Linked DNA regions of Ovis aries: region 2 is linked to region 1. A link is a contact called in public Hi-C data. All regions are on one chromosome and are shown on one strand. The core of a region is the stretch at or near the end of the contact, and the rest is flanking DNA. Distances in the headings are between cores, read along the strand shown. Region 1 overlaps NSD3 (nuclear receptor binding SET domain protein 3). Region 2 holds the start of TACC1 (transforming acidic coiled-coil containing protein 1).

Region 1 (5,631 bases), core at 1,274-3,773:
GCTGTTGCAGCTGGGCCACAGTAGATAGTAAAGTAAGTGGTAAATAGATAGTAAAATAAAATTAGTAAAGTAAGATAGTAAAAAACACAGTCGTATCTGACTCTCTGTGACCCCATAGACTGTAGCCCACCAGGCTCCTCTGTCCTTGGGATTATCCTGGCAAGAATACTGGAGTGGGTTGCCATTTCCTTCTGCAGGGGATCTTCCCAACCCAGGGATCAAACCCGTGTCTCCTGCATTGGCAGGAGGATTCCTGACCACTGAACCACCAGGAGAACCCTAAGATAAGTGGATACAAGGTTCTAATTCAGACCATGAGAAGTAAATTCCATATGTTCAAAATTACCCCTGGAGATTCCTTCAACAGGTGCCATATTGGCGACCACCATTTCTCCAGCACTGGAGCAGACAAAATTTTTTTGAGTGACCTCTAGATGGGCACTACATTTAGGGACCATACAGCATAGAAATGGCAGAGCCAAATTAGTTCTACTATAACCAGTATCATCCTGGGTCCCCAAAGATCTCCCTTTGTGTCAGCAGATGCTTTGTGACCCAGGTTCCTCCCTGACCATCTTCCAATAGGTCGCATGGTGAGATGTCTGCGGTGCCCAGTCGCCTACCACTCCGTAGATGCTTGCATTGCTGCCGGCAGCACCCTTGTGTCTTCCTGCGCTCTCATCTGCAGTGACCACTCCACACGGAGCACTGGCTCTTCCTCTGCTGTAAATGTAGGCTTTTGTTTCGTTTGCGCCAGAGGTGAGTCTCAGTCCTTTCTCTTCAGGTCTTTCTAGGTTCATTGGTAAATTTCCCCATTAAAATCGAGTTCCAGGAATACCCCTAAGAGAGATGCACACTTGCAGCAACCAGTCCCTTTTGTTAAATTAGATACTCAGACTGTTAGAATATTAATCCTTCCATAAATTAAGCTAAATTCTGCTTAATTTCTTAGTAACTTAGAGTTAAAGATGAGTCCTCAGTGTTCCTGTTTGGAGCATCAAAAGATTACAGTTGACCCTTGAACCACGTGTTTGAACTACCCGCATCCACTTGTGTACACTGTTTTCTCAATGTGTACTCCAGTGTTGGTGGAATCCACAGATGCAGGAGAGAGACAACTGTAAAGTTACAAAGGATTCTGACTGCGTGGGGGTCAGCGCTCCTAACCCCCACATTGTTTAAGGGTCAATTCTCTTCACTTTTCCAAACAATTCTTCAGTTTGAAATAGAATCTTCTCATGTCATATTATGTAATCCAGAGTTTCCAACTAATTTAGATTTCACTTGCAAGGCAAGAAGATCACATTTATTTTTCAATTATTTATGTTGTATTTTATCATGTTTTGGTCTGGCATCGAGGGAGGCCTAATGGGATACAGCCAAGGCAACATATGGGGTATATTAGTTAAGAGGCTGCAGTGCAGGCTTTCTTACTTGCCAGCTGTTGATACTTAAGTCTGCCAAGAGATTGATCAATTAAAAACAATATTGTATCCCTGAGGGTGTCAGTGAACTTAAGTTCGTGATAAATCTAAAGTAAAATTTCTTTAGCTGAATATGATACGGAGTATTCACCTTTACAGAATGTCTCAGCTATTTTATAATAAAAACAATTTTTAGTGTAATGTTTAGTGTAATCTAAAGTGTAAGCATTTTAGAAATCAACTAATATCCCCAAACACAGTTTGTTGGGATTTTTTTGTTATAAATGCTGAGTTTTCTAAACTTCCCTTAGTGTGAAATTCTTGAAAGGATTCTATGGCATGTCAGGCCTATTAGATTATGTTTGGCCTATATTGTGGAGAAGGCGATGGCACCCCACTCCAGTACTCTTGCCTGGAAAATCCCACGGACAAAGGAGCCTGGTAGGCTGCAGTCCGTGGAGTCGCGAAGAGTCGGACACAACTAAGCGACTTCACTTTCACTTTTTACTTTCATGCATTAGAGAAGGAAGTGGCAACCCACTCCAGTGTTCTTGCCTGGAGAATCCTAGGGACAGGGGAACCTGGTGGGCTGCTGTCTATGGGGTCGCACAGAGTTGGACACGACTGAAGCGACTTAGCAGCAGCCCATATTGAAAAAGAAGTTTGAGATCTTGTTTTCTTTTTTAAATAATTTTTTATTGGAGTATAGTTGCTTTACCACGTTGTGTCCGTTTCTGCTGTACAGCAAAGTGAATCAGCTCTGTATTTACATATATCCTAACCCTTTGTTTGGATTTCCTTCCCATTTAGGTCACCACAGAGCACTGAGTAGAGTTCCCTGTGCTGTACAGGAGGTTGTCATTAGTTATCTACTTTAGACATAGTGGTTGTGTTTTGTTTTGTTTTAGAAGACAGTTCTTTCCATTTGGTGAAAGTACTATAAAATGTTTTTAATAGAATTTAGCTAGTATGATAGATCTTGAGTTGTTTTACTTTTGTAACTCTCATTAAAAAAAAAAAAAGACCAGAGGAGGTGGACAGTAGAGGATTAAGTAACTGGTAGTCCTTCTTGTAGCAGCCAGCTGAGTCAGTGTACACATTGCTTTGAGCTGGCCTGTTTCGCAAGCGTGTGGGGCGGCCGCCGTCAGAAATGCTGGGTAGAGCAGTGAGGGCAGCTGTATCCTGCCCTGAAGGCTGGATGGCACAGGGAGGAGAAGATTGGACGTGTCTCATGCCACATTGCATTAGCCAGAGAAAATGTCAGCATGTGCCTTGTCCATCTCCCCATTCCTAAGAAAGGAATGCTAGGGTGAAAATACTGAACTAACAACTGAATGACTAGCTTTAGAGACTTTCAAATAGATGAATGTCAGTGATAACATAAAGTCTCTGTTGCTTTGTAAATATTACTTTTACTCACTTTCACTTGGAGTGATGGAGGGGGGTGGTGTGTGTGTATGTGTAACTGAGCCAACACTTTATTAATAAATATCAAGTTTAAAACTATCATGTTGGCTTACTCGGGAGTACATTCTGAATCAAGTACCATCAGTAAGTATATCAACCAATATTTTTTTTTGCTCTATTTCATTCAATAATTGGGTGACCTTTAAAGCAGGTATTTTTTATATAAGTAAGGTAGAAAATGACCCCTTGTCAAGGAACCTAGTTTTAGAGCAAATTCTAACCGTTTTAAGTTTAACTGTCATGCCTTGATTAAAAGCTTGACATAATGGAAACACCATATTTTAACATTGGATTTTATCAATTTGGCAGTTATTCTGCAAGATTTGCTGTACTGAAATGCCTTTTTAAGAACAAGATTATTTAATTCTCGAATACTCTAACTGCAGCTTTGCACAGTAAACAGAAACTTTCATTTTCTTTTCTAGCATTTTACAGAAAATTTTTCTAAATAGATCAGATGCTAGGATTTGAAAAGGGCTTAAAAGTTCTCCAGAAGTAAATGATACGTGTTCCTTTATCAGTATTTATAGAGGGTCTCCTTTTTTAAGGGGATCTAATTGTAATAAATCCACACTTATTAAAAGGGATACTTCAGTCCTTTATGTTTTGGCATTAGGAAACTTAGCTTGTGTTGCAGTTGTTTCTCTCTCTGCACAGAGGATTTTTGTCTTAGTTCTTGGTTATTGGTTGTTTAAAATCATTAAGCTAATTCTTAAAGCCTGAAATATCTGGAAATATTTTTGGAAATGCTTCAGCGTTTCGAGGAACAACCCACCTCCCCTGCCCCTCATGGTGTCATAAGTGCCATTTCAGTGCAGTAGAGATTCTTCAGCATTCCCTTTCATCTGGAGGGTGCTGTAAAATAAAAGTTACTTAACATTTTAAGTTGTTCTTCCCTATTTAAAAGCCACTGTACCACTTTTCTCTATTAAATGTATAAAATTCATTCAACATTATATAACCTTTATTCAAAGATTCTTCTGTATTACCAATTAGCAATTTCAAGTTCCATTCACATGAGAGATACTTCCTGAATCTCAGTGTTGAGCAGCACCAAATGAAGATAACATCCACCAAAAATAATAAATGGTCACCCCTTTAGAAACAAAACTCTACCCTCTTCTCAAAAAGATCTCTGTGAAGCTGCTGTCGTGATTTGCACTGTAAAGTCTTAGGTTGTTATAAACTGACCAGTAACCACAAACAGAAAGTTTCCCTGGTCTTGCAGGTCCCTTGGCTACAGGATGGACTTAACTCAGGGCAGGAGGAGAAGGGAGGGAGGAGAGGTGTGTGCTACTGGTGGGTTAGAGCAGATGGTGTTTTCCTCCAATAGGACAGCTGTATTAGTGGATTGAAAGGACGTTTTTATAAACCCTTAAGTTGGTTATTATCCTAGCAGGACAAAATTTTAAAGATTTGCAATACCTCATTGAAGTTCAGCAACTTACAGCATCTTTAAAATCATGTATCATACTAATAAAAGGAAAGCGTCGTTGTCTGGCTGAGAAAGCTGGAATTTGAGGGTATCTAAACATCTTAGCAGAGAGGAAGGGAGGCCCGATTCTGCCATTCAGTGCTGCTTGACGTATTGAAGGTGACCAGGGTCTCTACTGTGTCATGTAGACAGTGCTTATTTCTACTGTTAAGTGATATGTCATTTTATTCTTTGGGTTGTCATCATAGTCCTTCTAAACACTTAGGAACATAGCTCTGTTTTCCAGAGGGGGTTTTCAGAACGACATCAAACACAGTTTAATCCTCGAGTTTGAGTTTTTTCCCTGGGTGTGTAGATTTCTGTGTAGAGATAAGGCATTGAGTAGCCTAAACTCCCTTTACTAACTGTAGAAAGCTTTTTCTGTCAGATCTTTCTTTTTCTTCATATTCTTTTTCCCCCACCTTGAAGCACAGCTACATAGTAGGTGTTGGTTTATTTTTCCTCATGGAATCATGGGTAGTTTCATTGCAGCTCACATCTTTCTGTTTGTCTCGTATAGGGCTGATAGTGCAGGACCATTCAGACCCCATGTTCAGTTCCTATGCCTATAAGTCCCACTACCTACTGAACGAATCAAATCGTGCAGAGTTGATGAAATTACCTATGATTCCTTCTTCGTCAGCTTCCAAAAAGAAATGTGAGAAAGGTAATAATCAAAATAGTTTATCTCTTACTTTTATTTTTGCATTTCCTATTTTTTTCTCTTTAAATGAAGGGGGAAACTGTATGCCTGTCAAGCACCATCTGTTGCTTTCAGTAAATTCTACCTTGGTGGCTGTGACTGTCTTCATATGGCTGCAAAATTATTAAAAAGGGCTTAAAATAATTCTGCTATTACAAATTTTTACTTACACTTCTTGAATAAGTTTTCGCACATTCCATATATCTGTAGTTATTAAAATTGAAAGACTAGGATTCTGCTTAATATAGAAATGTATTCTGAGACCTCTTTCTCTTTTGCCTGAGCTACCATTCATGTTAGAATAGAACAGACAGGATGTAATTTGTTACTAACTTTCAACTAAATAACAAGATAGGCTATTAAACAGAAGGGAACAAAGATAACTGACCCTTAAAATTTTGATTCTGGAATATATTCTGTCGTTTTGTTTCTTAAATGTTTGCTATGAAAACTAATTGCCCTTCTCTCAGGAGACATTGGTGGGCAGCTGGGAGAATGCACAAATACTGGAGCTTAAAAGGCAGCCCAGCGGAACTGAAGAATAGCTTATGGATAATTTATCC
Region 2 (5,902 bases), core at 3,332-5,831, 390 kb before region 1:
CATGGAGTTGCAAAGAGTCAGACAAGATTGATCGACTTTCATTTTCTTATAGGGACTTACGCAGCTCAAACCTGTATTGCTTAAGGATCAACTGTAATCCCCTGATAGGGAGAGGTAGGGATTAAACATGAGATGCTGTGTATGAAGCACTTAGTACAAAGCATGACTCATAGTAAGTGCTCAATAAATGGCAGTCCCCCAGTTTATTTCCTGCCTACTTTTACTTCCAGTAAGGGTAGGCAAACGGGTGCATGCTACTCTCAAAATCATTGCAAACTTAGTCTAAACTTAGGCGGCGCTCACAGATTTATCCTCTGAGAAAAACCACAAAATTCTTTTGTAAGTCATGATCCCTTCCTGGTTTTTTTTTTTTTTTTTTTCTTTTATCAGCTATATTTAGCTCTTAAATTTTATATCTCAGCTTGAAATCTTAGAGTCATCCTTCCAAAAGTACAAGTGGTTCAGCCAATGGCATTTACAAGCAAGCTGTTGTTTTGGTTCTTTTTTTTTCTCCAGAAATAACAATAGGTCAGAGGTGAGACTGATTTCCATAACTCCAAATATAAATAAGGTAAACTTCATTTAATCAAAGAATCCAATTTGGCAAGTCCAATTCTGAAGACTAGTTATTCCAGTTTTATTAAACTTCCAAGAGAACATTTAAGCTTTTTCTCGCAGGTTGTAAGCTGTCTCTCAGGGACCCTGGGTCTGGGTAAACACCCCATCCCCACCCCCAGCTCACAGTTGAAATTGTTGGTGTTGATTTTTTCAAATGCTAGCTACTTCTTCTTTCCAGCCTGCCACCCAACCACTTTACCTAAGGTTAATCCAAACTCTTTTACACATAATAACATATTTTTTAAAAAAGATTTTCTTGATGTGGACATTTTTAAAGTCTTTATTGAATCTGTTACAATATTGCTTCTGTTCATGTTTTGGTTTTTTGGCCATGAGGTGTGAGGGATCTTAGCTGCCTGACCAGGGATCAAACCCACATTGGAAGGCGAAGTCATAACCACTGATCCACCAGGGAAGTCTCCATAGTAACATATTTATTGAGTCCTTACTATGTGCCAGACACAGTTTTAAATGCTTTATGTGGACTAAGTCATTCTCTCATAACGTTATTATAATATAAGTACCATTATTATCATCTCTCTACACGAAATATTATTTTGGAAATTTGCATTAGAAAATCTAGCTGATCTGGGGCAGAGCAGAGATTTGAGGCCAGGGAGTCTAGCTACAGAGCTGGCTCTTGCCCACCAAACTATATTCCCTCTCCTAAGAGAGGTGACGTTTCCCAGGGACACAGTTTGCACAAGAATTCCGACTCTCTGTGTTCACAGCAGCACCCTTCCTCCGTAGAATGTTCTGTCCTAGCCCCATTTCTCCCAGCCTATTCCCAGGGGGCATCCCTTACCAAAACATGAAAGAAACACCCTACTAACAACAATGTCCTTCTCACCTCTGTCAAAGGGGGCTGCAAAAATATTCAAGGCAGGGTGGCTCAGACTTGGGCAAGGGGCTCCAAGTCCAACCTCAACATTAACTGGCTGGGCACCCTTAGTCAAGTCACACATCTTCACCCACACGTGCTCACCAGTAGAGCAGGGGAACAGGCAGAAACTGCCTTCCAGGGCTTTTGTGGGGATTGCGTGAGCATATGTGTGCTCAGCACAGCGCTGGGCTCAATAAGGAAGCTGTCATCATTAAGGGAGATCAATAAGAGCTATTATGAGTATTGATCGTACAGTCCATCACTGTGAGTAGAACTGAGAAGGTCACATTCCGAGAAGACTCAGAGAGAGCCTGGGTTGTCATATACGCTCTATGGGGCCCTGTCCCTTATTCGTCCCTGAACCTGAGGACCAGCTGCCTGAGACAGAAGGGGTCACCCCCAAGCCTGCCTGGCACACGACACCTGTGAGTTTCCCAGGGCGGGAGATGGTTATTAAGTAGAAGGTGATGCGGAGAGGCAAGTGAGAGCCCAGACAAGGCCAAGCTGGAAACCCCTCTGTAAATCAACCCCATCCTGTAAGCAGTTATTTTTTCCCGAGACACAACATTACCTGTCCCAGGTTAGCAGTTCTGAACATTGATTTCAAAACTTGCTTTCGACTCAGCCCCTTAACACTCAGGTGAAGACAGAGCTGCTTTGTTGGGAGAGGGAAGAGGAGGCTCCTGGAGCACCCACTTGTTGAACTCCTCCCCAGAGGGACCCCATGTCCCTTAGAAAGGGCACTGAGGTCTTTAGACCACAGCTTGAGAATCATACTCCAAGAGAAACAAATGTATAGTCATCCCTTGGCTCCCCCTGCCCCCCGGACTAGTTCCAAGATGCTTGCGGGCACCAAAACCCACCCGTGCTCAAGTCCTTTTCATAGAAGGGCATGCAAGCTCAGTCACCTCAGTTGTGTCTGACTCTTTGCAACCCTATGGATTGTAGCCCACCAGGCTCCTCTGTTCATGGGATTCTCCAGACAAGAATACTGGAGTGGGTTGCCATGCTCTCCCCCAGGGGATCTTCCCTACCCAGGGATCGAACTCATGTCTCTTACATCTCCTGCACTGGCAGGGAGGTTCTTTACCACTAGTGTCACCTAGGACTCTCATAAAATGGCACAGTACTTGCATATAACCTACATACATCTTCCCTTATACTTTAAATCATCTCTAAAACCTAATACAAGAATGTAAATACATTCTAAATGTAAGCACAATCTAAATACAAATATGATCTAAATGCTATGTAAATAATCACATGCAAATTCAAGTTTTACTTTGGGGAACTTTCTGGAATTTTTTTGGAGATGGCCTTCCGAAGTTGTTTGAACGCAGAACCTGTATACGATATGAACTTTGCTCTTAGTGAACTTAGAGTCTAGTGAGCTGGTGGCTACAGGTTTGCACTGGCTGGTAAGTGAACTCCAGTGTTCCTCGTTTAAGGTACAAATCCTAGCAAGGCACCGTTGCTACCTTCTACAGGGCCCTGAAGCTTTTCAGTTGCAAAAGTTTCCTCTGTGTTTATACTGCACAGGGTAGATAGGGGCTGGGAGGAGCATGCCTGAATCGTTGACCTGCTTCAGTAAAATAATTTCTAAGATTAACTTATCTCTCACAACACCTCTGTCAGGTTATTATTGTCTCATTTTGCAGATGAGGAAACTGAGGCTGAAGATATTTAACTTGTCTGAAGTCACCCAGCTAGACAATGCAGGACCCCAGAGTCAAACCCCATCCTGGTTTCAGAGGATGGTGGCCTGGACTCAGTAGATTCCTCCTCTGCACTTACTAGTTGTGTCTACAGCCTCAGTTTCCTCATCTGTAAAGTGGGGATGATAATGATACCTGCCACCTTCAGAATGGTGCCTGGCACACAGCCAGGACTCAACAAGAGTTAGTACCCGTCTCAGGATCACCAAATAACAGATTATGGCTCATTTGTCCAATATACTCGCATTTATTTGGCTGGTTAGAATACTGGAGTGGGTAGCCTATCCCTTCTCCAGCAGATCTTCCTGATCTAGGAATTGAAACAGGGTTTCCTGCATTGCAGGCAGATTCTTTACCAACTGAGCTATCAGGCAAGCCCAGAAAACAGTGCAAGGCAGTATGTGGATAAGGAGCCAAATGCGTCCTGCAGAGAAGTAAAGGCCATAGAGTTCAGAGAAAGGGCATTTGAAATGCTTCACTTATTATTGCTTCATAAAATTTTGAGCATTCCTCGTGCAGAAGCCCTGCTGAGCTCACTGTCAGCCCAATGTCAGCATGTGCTGCCAAGGCCAGCCTCTCAGCCACCAGCTGGGGTATGTCCTTAACAAGCCACATGCTGCCTTCCAGGTAGACCAGTTAGCTCTACCACAGACAGACATCTAAGTCTCTAGGGATGCCTGGGTTCTGCCCATTAACACATGCCACTGGGGCCGTGTGCCACACCTCCATGCTGAGAAACAGCTCAAGGTGTGTGTCTCCAAGACAGCAGGTGGCAGGCTGTGGGGGTGGGTGGGAGGGGGGCATCAGGGGCCAGGAAGACACATGACCCAGGTGCTGGGAAACAGCTGGACCCCAGCTCATCAAGTCAAAAATGCCTTTTCCTTGTGCATCCACGTGGTCCTTTTTCTCTGAATCTATTCAGAGCTGAAGGTCTTTATGAACCTTCCCTGATATTCCAGGACTCCCCTCCCCATGCCCCCTCTCTCCAAGAAAAGAAAGCAAAAGAGAAAAGAAAGCAAGGAATCCCCAGAATTCTGCCCTAGCACTTACTTGCCACACCAGGTAAATAACGGCGTGCTTCCAGAGACTCCAGAATTAAAGCTAAATTTGGGAAAAAAGGGGGAAAAGAAAGGCTGACTTCCCCCAAAGTCCACTCACCTACCGCATACCCCCATCAGCCAGAAAACACCCCAGCCCGAGGCTTAAAGGTCAAGCCCTCGCTTTGCTAAGTAAATGCCAAGTGAACCCAGGGCGCCCAGCCCCTCATTCCTACCTCGTGCCCAGTGGTCCCCGGTCGCCTCGCTCCCTCGGGCATCACCTGCTACGGCGGATCCAGCATCTCTGCTCGGGAAGCCGAGCGCCTCTGATGTGGGAGAGGTTCCGCGGAAGGAAGGGGAGGGCAGGCTGAGATCACTGACGTGGGGAGGGGTGGGTCTCCCTAAGCAAGCACTTGGTTCCAGGGGAAAGGATGTTTTGTAAGTTTTGGCTTGAATGTCCAGGGGCAGAACAGGAAGTGTGCACTAGGGCTGGGAGCCCAGGGTGCATTTCCACAGCCTCCCTTTAGAGGGAGCTTCCTGGGGTCTCTCAACTGCGGCCCGGTCTGGAATGCAAAGCTCTGTCTGAATCCTGGAGCTTTCCCCCGCCTTACGCTTTACTCCAGCACTTTCTTCTTCTTCTTCTTCTTCTTCTTCTTCTTCTTTTTTTTTTTTTTGCTTTTTTCCCCTCCTTAATGGACCGTCAGCTTCGTTCCTGACATGCTGGAAAATTTTCCCTAGGCCTAAACTTGGCTCAGGAACACTCTCCCCTTGTGAGAGAATTTCTCCTGTTACACAGTTCAGATTGAAAAAAAGAGAGAGAGAGAGAGAGCTATTTGTTTTGCCAACTTTTGTACTGGGAACATTTTTGATGAATTTCCTCCCCTCTCTGAACCTTTGGATTCCAAGAAATATACACACCCACATCCCTCCTGACTTTTTCCCCCTACCCCTCTAATGGAAAAATAACAAAAATAATAAAATTGGTGAAAGATGGCAGAGATAATGTTCTTAGTTTGTGGGCTTCTGGGGTCCTTCTTGGGTCAGCCTCCTCTCACCCCCAAACACACTTTTGCCCACTGGCCACGCGTGCTGCGTGGCAAAGGGGAGGGGTAGTGATTGGCTTCCAGCTCTCTCCTAGTTCTAGGTCTTTCTGTGATGGAAGCCCAGGAATGGCTATCTTTCCTAAATGGAGACCAGGTCCAATTACAAGCTCCTCTTCCTCAGCCCCTCCCACCTCCCCTGCAAGGGATGAGGTTGGAAGATTCCTGGTTGTGATTCTTGGAGGTGCTGGGTGGGGATGTGTGGGGCAAATAGGCACCCTAAGATTTAGCTGTCAACAGTCACCTGGAGGGTGTCATGTCTGTGAACTGTCAAATGCCACCACAAATTGGGATACTTCCTGCCAGCGCTGGAGACGAAAGAGATTGGATTTCCATCCCTGGATGGGAAAGATCCCCTGGAGGTGGGCATGGCAACCCACTCCAGTGTTCTTGCCTGGGGAATCCCCATGGGCAGAGGAGCCTGGTGGGCTATAGTTCATGAGTCGCAAAGAATCCGACATGCCTGGAGTGACTTAGCATGCACACACGCACAAACCTTTATGTGCAACGTGGATGAACCTTGAATACATCATGCTAAAGTGGAAGAAG

The links. A called contact is a pair of places that touch in the nucleus more often than the background predicts.
Region 2: a contact with region 1 is called in a Hi-C map of tail adipose tissue, with 4 times the contacts expected there. The contact joins the promoter of TACC1 here to the enhancer-like site in region 1. A contact is called at or near these places in 2 of 16 Hi-C or Micro-C datasets (omental adipose tissue and tail adipose tissue).

Annotation. Positions count from the first base shown.
Region 1 is chr26:32,539,238-32,544,868 of ARS-UI_Ramb_v3.0, reverse strand. NSD3 (nuclear receptor binding SET domain protein 3) reads left to right here. Exons shown (of 25, transcript XR_003587200.3): 14 at 586-759; 15 at 4,886-5,032. Among named protein-coding and RNA genes, the nearest start is that of PLPP5, 24 kb to the right of the region's middle. Within about 2 kb of position 2,523, at least 10 of the 54 cell types and tissues checked have an H3K27ac peak or open chromatin away from gene starts, as enhancers often do. A contact at or near this core is called in tail adipose tissue, where this site is marked.
Region 2 is chr26:32,926,685-32,932,586 of ARS-UI_Ramb_v3.0, reverse strand. TACC1 (transforming acidic coiled-coil containing protein 1) reads right to left here and starts at 4,581. Exons shown (of 15, transcript XM_060406924.1): 1 at 4,490-4,581; 2 at 4,267-4,317.